Regions from separate parts of the Mus musculus genome. Here region 1 is linked to region 2. The links are chromatin contacts, called in public HiChIP or PLAC-seq maps. All regions are on one chromosome and are shown on one strand. The core of a region is the stretch at or near the end of the contact, and the rest is flanking DNA. Distances in the headings are between cores, read along the strand shown.

What was found. HiChIP or PLAC-seq counts read pairs in DNA pulled down with a chosen protein or histone mark.
Region 1: a contact with region 2 is called in an HNF4G HiChIP or PLAC-seq map of pancreatic cancer cells. The contact joins two enhancer-like sites. A contact is called at or near these places in 7 of 39 promoter capture datasets (the C10 cell line, embryonic stem cells, epiblast stem cells and 1 more), 1 of 15 datasets of contacts at CTCF or cohesin (the NIH/3T3 cell line), 17 of 484 Hi-C or Micro-C datasets (bone marrow-derived macrophages, embryonic fibroblasts, embryonic stem cells and 2 more), 17 of 115 datasets of contacts at active chromatin or transcription factors (CD8 T cells, embryonic stem cells, microglia and 2 more) and 3 of 9 other capture datasets (adipose tissue, liver and pancreatic islet).

The regions. Positions count from the first base shown.
Region 1 is chr5:53,562,886-53,567,433 of GRCm38.p6, forward strand. It overlaps a transcript of Rbpj not described here. Among named protein-coding and RNA genes, the nearest start is that of Gm40304, 18 kb to the left of the region's middle. Within about 2 kb of position 1,541, at least 49 of the 459 cell types and tissues checked have an H3K27ac peak or open chromatin away from gene starts, as enhancers often do. A contact at or near this core is called in pancreatic cancer cells, where this site is marked.
Region 2 is chr5:53,461,864-53,467,116 of GRCm38.p6, forward strand. No RefSeq gene overlaps it. Among named protein-coding and RNA genes, the nearest start is that of Gm40304, 83 kb to the right of the region's middle. Within about 2 kb of position 1,383, at least 34 of the 459 cell types and tissues checked have an H3K27ac peak or open chromatin away from gene starts, as enhancers often do. A contact at or near this core is called in pancreatic cancer cells, where this site is marked.

The DNA of each region.
Region 1 (4,548 bases), core at 291-2,790, 100 kb after region 2:
TTCTGAGTTCGAGGCCAGCCTGGTCTACAAAGTGAGTTCCAGGACAGCCAGGGCTACACAGAGAAACCCTGTCTCGAATAAAAAAAAAAAAGTTTTCTACTGACGAGATAGATGTCCCATTCTCAGCCTTGGCTGTGCCATTACACTCACTATTGGTGGAATCACACTAGAATAGTATATCATGCAATTGCTATCAATGAAAGATCACTGATGACCACAATATCTTCTGGCTACCAACTCCCGTTCTGGACAAATCAACTGCTCTGATCTTGGAAGAAAGCTGCAGGACGTGAAAAGATGTGATTGTCTGTCAATCAGGGCATGGTGGTGAGGCATGACTCATATTTTTGAAAGATCATCCCAGATGACCTGGTGATCTGGGATAGTTGACACACACACCTATGATCCCAGAACTGAGAAGCTGAAGTCAGAGAATTGAGAGTTTCAGGCTAAGCTGTGTTAGCAGTAAGGCCCTATTTCCAAAAGACCAAACAAGCAGACAAAAGCAGGTGTGCTATGAAAGGTGGACTGCAGGAGAAGAAGATAGAAGACTAGAGTGGAAGGGTAAGGGCTGCTCAACCAGGTCTACACCCAAGGCGTGATGCTGCAGAGCTTTGCCCATGGCATGAAACTAGAAGGACGGCATAATTACATAATGACAGTAGCTCATTGCACTCCCAAAAGGCTTATCAGACGAGGATAATTGAGAAAATGGCTTCTTCCCACTTAGCACCATTATCAGAGCACCTGAATTAACGAGCCCAGTAAATCCAGAAAGACAAATGGAGCCAGCGCTCCTTCCTCCAGGAAAGTCTTTCCGATGCGTTGAAGGCTGCTTTTACAGGAACCGTCTGAGCCCTAGAATTGGCAGTTTCAGTAACTCCACCCGTAGACCAGAAAAAGTGAGTAACATTTAGCAAAGTGATCTCCCACTGTAGTTATAGGAATGCAAGGTTGTCAAGTCCAACCTGCCTGGCTTCTGGAAGGGCTGCTACTCCCAACCCCCTTTATTTAGAGCACTAAGTAGCTGAGAGGAGACCTTAGCATAAAACTCCACTGTTGAAGCTAAGCTTGGGATTGCTGCTGGTGTTCTTATTTTAGGACTGTGTTAAGCTCAAAACTAGTCAATAGTTTAGCAAAGAAGGGTAGTATTTATTTCCTAATGTTTTATAAAGGCTTTGAGGATTCTTGTCAGAGAGGAACAGCTAAATATGTCCACCTGATATGATAGCAAATGTCTTATTTTATTAAACATTAAATTGTTTTATTATTTTATTGTTTTTATCCTATTTTTTTCCTAAGTAGAGCATTTTCCTTTGTACCTAAGAGGAACAGTATTTGCAGTGGTCCTCTACAACACCCTCTCTGATGATCAAGGTCAAAAATCAAATAAGCCCTCAATTCGGAGGCTGTAAGTCATTCTGTTAACAAGAAACAGCCATTGCAAAGCACTCTGTCGCTTTCCAGGTTGGAGTATCAGTCAGACAGAGACTCAATGCAATCGCTTCTTGGCGGACTCTGCTGCCCGAATGTAAGCTGTGTTCTGTGGGCAACCGTCTGCTTATTTTCTTTTCTGGACAAGTGGTTAGCCCATGTTGGATATCCTGTGTTTATGGAATTCCAGAAAGGCTATGTCATAGAAATCGCTGGTGTGCGCGTGCGAACGTGCGTCCGATTTATGGAGAGAAAGTAAACCGAAACAGCTTGTGGAGAAATCCACCCGAAAGCAGTGGCTGAGGTGCCCCTCAGAGATGCGGGGAGAAATCCAGCCGAAAGCGGTGGCCGAGGTGCTCCTCAGACCGGGGCCTTCATTTCCAAGGGCTTTATCCACTATGGTACCTTACCTCATAAGTACCAAGAAGTAAACAATAGATCCAAACGTCAAAGGCTGAGGTGCCCAGCAGAAAAATCATGAAAGCCAGACACATCACTTTATTGTCTATCATTCGTAACACACACACACCAAACAAAAAAAAACCCAAAAAAATAAAAAATACTTCAAGTTGTACTTAAATACAAGAAACCTTAATTTATATTTAAAAGTTGAAATTTTCCCATAAAATCTCAGACAGACGGTTAGAATTAGCATCAGCTTAGAAAATAAACAAAGACATAAGGGACAAGTCTAGGATTGAACAGAAAAGAAGGAATCCTAGAAAAGCTTTTATAATTTAGCTTTTCTTTTCCAACTTCTGAATGAGTTCTGTTCCACTGTTCATTTCAATAAGCTTGACTTTGTGTGAGGAGAGAGATGCAATCTTGGAGTTCAGGGGTTTTGTCTGTGATTTTAACGCCACGATTCACACAGGCACTAAAGAAACTGTTTGTTCTGGTTCCTATAAACTCACTTAATGTTTTAATTCACCTGAACCAACAACCGAATGCCACAGGCCATTTCGAAACAACTTTCCCTCATCATTCAAGGTAGCATGTGCTTTTCATAGTCTTTCAAATACTGATCCCTGAAACAAAACCAAAAACATACCTTTGCCCTGTTTTCTATTCACTGTTCACCGCTGTAATGTAAGTAAGCCCTCTTTGGGGGGGGGGGGGGGAATGCAAAAATGAAGTTTAACCCACAATTGAGTCTTACATCCTGTGGTCTTGGAATTTTAAAATTTCATTCAAAACACACATTATAAACAAACTCTCCCAAATGACCATCTCGAGAGGAATGTGGCAGAAATCCAGAAACAATTGTAATATTTGGACCAAGCATGAGCATAAATAGCCAGTGTGTGTTTTCATGAGGGGGATTATGGCTTGTTTCACAAACCCTACAGGGGATTTGTAGATGGGCAGAGCTCAATTCCATGTCGGTTGAGTGTCTCCAGAAGAAAACAATCCCTTGACAGTCAGTGAAGATGAGCTATTAAAAAGGCTCTCTTTGTTTGTTGGAAGCAGTGGTGTGTGTGTATGTGTGTGTATGTGCATGGGTGTGTGTGTGTGAAATTCACGCCAGGAGCCTTTCACACGCTAGGTGAACACCCTACCACTGAACCCCAGCCCCAGCCCCCAAATATCTTTTTAAACTACTCCTATCTGTTGACTACGAACATTGGAAGGAAACTTTCTGGCCTATAAATAAATGCCTATAACCTCAAGCTCAAAGTTGTATCCGGGGCACCTGATCTTTAGTCTAACGGTGGAGACCGATTCAAGGTGAGCGGGTGCTAGAGAAAGGAACACAAGCAATCTTATGTCTTTTTGTCAGGAATATCCAACCAGTGGAGTCAGTGAGATGCCACCAGGCAGTATCCAGGGGGTGGATGATTTAAAGGAGGATGGAGTCCAGTTGTGCTGCAGGGTCAAACTTCAAAGAGATAAGGTAGGATGGGGAAGCTGTAGAGAGCCTCCTAGTGTGTGCACTAGCCTATGCGAATAGTTCATCTCTCTCCCAGAAAAGTGGCAGTACTTTAACACACACACACACACACACACACACACACACACACACACACACACACGTTGGCATGAGAGTGAAGAACAATTAAGTCAGAGAGTCATTTCAAAATAGTTCTTGGCTCCTTACCTCTGCAGCAAAGTTTAACATGAAGACACCTTGTTATTTCTCCTTTTAGTCCTCAGTAAATTTTAATGGTCTACAAATCCATTATTTCTTCAAAATTTGTTTAGGAGAACAGCCTTATCTAGAGATCTACCATGAATCTCATGCCTATTTTTTTAATAGCACCAACACTCAGAATAGCTCTACAGGAACTGGCAGGATCACCTACTCTAATGAGTAGACCTTCCCACCTCCATGATGTTTCAGTTTCGATTTTAACACACGATTCTGAGAAGCCTGGGTGAACTAATATAGTATCGTAGGCCGCTGGGTTTTAATCATCGTGAAGTGAAAATGCATCGCCTCTCTGGGAGGGACAAAGGAAAGTAGAGGTTCTTCTTAGGAACCCTGTGAAGCTTGCCAGGCCCAAGCAGGAAACATCGAGCAGCTTCTCAGAAGACAGAGCCAAGACCACGTTAGAATTATCTGGTACCCATCAGCATCATGGGCTGATAATTATCTCTGAGGGTTAGTTAGCATGGTCGATGTGTGATCTGCAAGGCAAAAGTGGGGCCTCGGGACTCTCGAGTTTGTACTTCAGAGTGAAGCGGTTATGTCCAAGTTCCTTCACATACCCAACTCCTTGTGCCACGCTTAAGTCCCTTTTAAAGTCGATTCGACAATGCAAAAGCAGGGTTGGGCAAACAGTGGAGGTGGTACAAACAGGTTTGGGCTCAGGGAGAAGATAACCATCTTTAGCATCTGTTTCTGTCCTTCCCTCTTCCTGCTACCCCTTGTCTCTTCTCTGAAGTCCTGGAGCTTGAGCCCAGGACCTCATGCCATACCAAGGAGCCAGCTCTGCGCAGAGCCGTTAGACATCGCCAGCCTTGATTTTTATCTGCATCTGACCTGGGGTATCCCAGGATAAATCAGTTGAATTTTGGATTCGCATTTCACCTCTCAATAGGGATAAAAAGCACCCGATGCTTGCAGAGCCCAGGGCGTATGCACATTCACTCAAAGGAGTCTGTAATACCAAA
Region 2 (5,253 bases), core at 133-2,632:
TAAGGAGGAGATTCCATCAGTGGGTAAAATTTGAACGTCTTGGGGAAGGGTATATATAGTATGTTATTAGTCAGCCACTGCCTTAGGCTACTGTATTGAAGTGTTGCTAAAGTAGAGAGGTAAAGTGCAGGGTGGGGTTAACTTCTCTTCCATGCATCCAAATTCAGAGTGGTGAATGCAAAGCTGGCGACCTCACCTTGTATCTTCTAGGATGGTACTCAGCTCTCATCTTTCTCAGCTAGGGCAAGGTGGGCTAGAGAACGCGAAGCAATAGGGCGGCCACTGGCTCTGTGCTTCCTTCCACTGGCCTGAGTTTGACCACACAGACTGCTATGGTTTGGACCCATGGCCTGTAATGTCATTCAAGGGTCCATGTGTGAAAAGCTTGTCACTCAGAATGGTGAAGTCAGGAAGTGGTAGGACCGTTAAGAAGTGGGGCTTAGTAGGTGTTGGGTCATTGAGGACAGTCCCTTGAAAGGTACTGAAGATCTGCTGTATCCTTCTTTATCCCAAGCCACGAAGGGAAGAGTTTGATTTGTTTGCTCAGTTATTGCCATCTGGCTCAAAAGCAAAGTGTCCTCATGATCACCGCCTGAAACTCCTACAACTGCGAGCCCGTGCAAACCTTTTTCTCTTCATAATTTGATTACCCGAGGTATTTGTTACGGTAATGAAAAGAAGATCCGCTTCTGGATGTAACCAGATACAAGAGAAACTTGGAAAGGCGATCTTTGGTTGGATATCTAAGTGTCTGGCTAAAACTCTTGAATCAAGACTCCTGTGTTCTCTTATCAAAACTCACAAAGGGAATGCAAAAACCAAGCACCACTTCTCAGTGTTTGCTGCTCCATGAATCAGGCTACCTCAAAAGTATCTCAGAGCCGGGCGGTGATGGCGCACGCCTTTAATCCCAGCACTTGGGAGGCAGAGGCAGGCGGATTTCTGAGTTCGAGGCCAGCCTGGTCTACAGAGTGAGTTCCAGGACAGCCAGGGCTACACAGAGAAACCCTGTCTCAAAAAAAAAAAGTATCTCAGAAGTATTTATCTGCAAAAAGTGTGTGTGTGGTTTTTTTTAATATAACATCTCACAGGACTTGTGTCCTGTTATATACTGTATATATCAAGCCAGGAGAGTTAATCACACAGTAACAAACCCCCTACCCCCGCCAAATCTAAAACAAAGGCTTAGCAGTTAGGGTCTTATCCATGTCCACAGTAGGACAGAGAAGCTGTCTACCCTTCTCATTGGGAACAAGTGTGATGATCAAGCTTGAGCCCATCTGCTGGAGGATGACAGGCCACACAGATTAGACATGAGCCATCCAGCTAAGCTCCTCCAGGATCATCTCTGCCAACCTAGCAGCCAACTGCAGGCATGCAATGAACCCAGGCGAGCCCAGCCCAGGCTAATGACTCATAGCTAGGTAAATGTTTGTCTTACGCTTAAGTTTAGGGTGGCGTAAAGCACGCAAAAGCTGGCAGAGTTAGCATAGTTATTTAAGCTTAAAGGGGATTTACTAAATGGCTGTATCCTTGAAAGACTCAGACACTCTGTGCCTTTGCCCAAATCACACCATGGGAACTGCCTTGCCAGATCTACTTAACTGTGCCTGCCACTGTGGACATTACTGCCGCTGCACCTTTACCTGGGCTCTAGCTCCAGCACAGAGGAGAGTGGCCCCGAGAGAGTAGATGGACTTACTGTTGTGGCCACCTAGCTGCAGAAACAGAGCATACTAAAGTGAACCATTTTACAAAGTATAAGATACAAAGGCCAGGGCACTGAGCCAACAAAGCTGTAGGCCCAGGCTCAGAAGCCCCTCTTTGGTACTCTGCATTCACCCATTCAGAAATGATGAGGAGTTTCAGCCCAGGAACCCTAAGACAAGGGCAACACCAACCCTCATTGTAGCATTTTATTGCTCTAACAACCAATGGCAGTGCACCAGTGTAAGCCAGCTCTCTCTGCTAACTCAGTCTGGTTACAAAATGCAAATATGGATATGGTCTGTCTCCTCTGAGACTTATGTTGCAATTAGACTGCATTAAGAAGGGACGGGGGACGGGGGGGGGGGGTGAGGGCTCTTTACAAGGGTCGTGGGTCATGAGGAATGACCGAAACCTTTCGAGAGCAGATCAACCAGTGTGACCACTTTGGTAGGAAGCGAGACTGGGCCTCGGGGCTTGCCTTTTCTTTATCCCTTTTGCCTTTCCTTTCTCCTCCAGTATCCACCAGGAATGACGCTCACAATTCTTCATTAGCAGCTGCACAGACACAGACTCGAGCGTCTTGTCCTTGGTGTTCCCAGCCTCCAGAAACATGGGTCGCTCCAGCTCAGATGTTCTGCTACAAATGGGCTGAGAGGAGAGATTTGAACATCATGTTCAACTTAAGATTAATTATTGTGACAGCTTCCTGGCATCTGGCAGTAATGTCTTGTCTAACAAAATCTATAAGCTACCACAACTTTTTTTTTTTAAACAACAACAAAGAATGGAAGAATGAAAAAAGAAAAAAACAAATGATTTGCTCCACCTTAGTACACTGGATGGACTGGGGCTTGGTCACCTTCTCGGCCTAGAGACGAAGACTAAATAGGAGAAGAAGACTAAATAGCGCTAGTGAGGAAGGCTTGAGGAAGAGTTAGCAAAGCAAAGCCATCAGTCTTTTCTGTGACAACCACTGACCTGCTCCAAAGTAGTGACGCACGATCCATTCACTCTCTAATGGTCACATGAAGTTAGGAAGCAGCGCTCAAAGGTATGGTCATTAGTGAACCCTGGAAAGGGCAATGACCCCAGAGGCCCCAGGGAACAGCCAACTGAGCATGTCTAGAGTAGGTTTTACAGGGCATGGTATTTGCCATGTTACCGCTGGCAAAGCCCCAGGAAAACCAAGGCAAACTGGTCACCTATACCAAGGCCAGTGAACACGTGGTCTGTATTATGTTTCTTAGCAGGAGCTACAGAGAACCCAAGAAGTCTGACTGAGGTTGTACTCCTAATTTAGTCATCTCCCTTCTTGAACTAGTCATGTGTTTGAAATCCCTAAGTGTTCCAGCCCTGTGACATGGTCATTGTTGGCTGGGAGAAGAAGATGAAACCATAGTTCACAGTGGTGCTGATGAGAGAGAGCTTGTCATTACCCAGGCCAGGTCTAGGTGCTTTACAAGGATTCGTTTACTTAATCCTTCCCACAGCCTTAGGAAAGAGGCATCACCATCATTCCTATCGTACAGCGCAAACTGAGCCACACAGAGATTCAGTGACTTGATAAATGTCACCTTGCTTCTTCACGTCACAGCTCTATGCCACTGTGCATAGTTAAGCTCCACATTGTGTGGTTCAATGGTTACTGCAGAATGCCTGGCCTATGGGAGGAGACTGCACCACAATTTCAACTCCAAAGCCAGCAGACCGCCCCTTTCCATCACCCACTCCAGATGAAGTATCTGTTGTGCCTGCTAGTGAGCTAGAAGCCTGCAAGACTCAGAAAGGAACAACTATGTTGTACCCAGATGCACCTCTGTTTAAAGAAGCTGAGTTTGGGGATAGGATACCATGGGGAATAGCATGCTATAGGTTTAGTGCAACTTCTGAATGTCATGTCACATCACTGTACCTCAGCTACCAGAGCCACAGGCCTGAAAATCATCCCAAATGATGGGTAAGTTTCCAGCTAGGATTTGGAGGACCCAATATTCACTCACCAGTTTTATGTCAATAGAAATAACTGGTTAGAACGTGCAACGCGACCTCTAAACACAAAAGCAAAGCAGGCTGGCCTGAATGACCTGTAGTACGTCTTAGTCTCTTTCTCCCCCAGTAATTTATTTCTAGACTATTAAAACAAAACAAGCTGGGCACTGGTGGCGCACGCCTTTAATCCCAGCACTTGGGAGGCAGAGGCAGGCGCATTTCTGAGTTCAAGGCCAGCCTGGTTTACAGAGTGAGTTCCAAGACAGCCAGGCCTATACAAAGATACCCTGCCTTGAAAAACAAGAACAAAAAATACAAAACAAAAACAGGCCTCAGGTTTCAGGATGTACCGAGGGAGGGAAAAGAAGAAAGGGTGACTGAGTCCTGTTTGTTCTTATAGAGACTCCACCATCAAGAAACTTCCTAACGCCTCCAACCCACACTGGGAAAACGGCTTGTGTCTGCACTTTACCCTTACTGGGAATGTTCAGTTTTTCCCCCTCTCGGACGGACGCTTTCACTTCCTTTGCTATAAGCCCAGTGTCCCCTACACACGGGTGGACAACACTGCCTCTTTCCAGGGCATCTCAAGACCTGTTTCCAGAGGGGCCTAGGCTGAGAGCTTCTCTTCAAGATGACTGGATTATTTTACCCACAACTGCTGAGGTGAGTGACTACCGGGTCATCCGTGTCATACTGGTCATGGGGGACCTTGCATATGCCTCAGTTCAAGACTTGTATGTGTGGGGTACTGGGCCTGGAGCCCAGGGCCCCACACATGCTAGGTAAGCATTCTGCTGTGAGCGCCTGCCTGCTCTTGGCTCAATAAATAAATAAATAAATAAATAAATAAATAAATAAATTCTCTTTGGACGCTCCTATCTCAGGATGTGTGGAATAACCATTTCCTTCCTTCGCCATGTAACTCTCTGCCTAGAGTGTTCTATCGTCTCTCCTTCTCTCTGATGAGATCATACTTGACACAGCTGAAGACGAAGCATGGTCTGCAATCGCTATCTGTTCTAGGAGCAAGCTCCTCCTCTGGGCTGCTGAAGCCTCGGCTTCCTTCAGCTCTCCTCACGTTCTGCTTAGCACCGTGCTTCCCTCTATTCAGCCACACTGACAAGTTTCCTGAAACCAAAGGCATCTATGGTCCCTTGGGATAGTTAAAGTTGTAAATGTTTCTTTTGAAATAAGTTTCGTCTCTCGAAATAGATGCTGGGAGATGATGCTGGGGAAGATGGCTATTTGCCTAAAACAGGCCACTTTTTTTATTTTTTTTTTTAAAAAAGCACTGAAGGTTGCTAGGCTAGATCCCAACAGGGACCCAAAAGAGCCAACCTCATATCTGCTCTCCTTCAAATGTAAACTACTTGTGAGAGTATAGTATTCATTTGTTCTTTTGTCCATACGCACATTCCAGCACTTACTATACAATTGCTAAGTACCTACTATATCCTGAGTATTTAGGAAACAAAGCAAGTATTTCCCAAGCCCAAGGGAGTATAGAGGTGTGTGTGTGTGTTAGAGCACTTGAGAATGAGGAGTGGATTA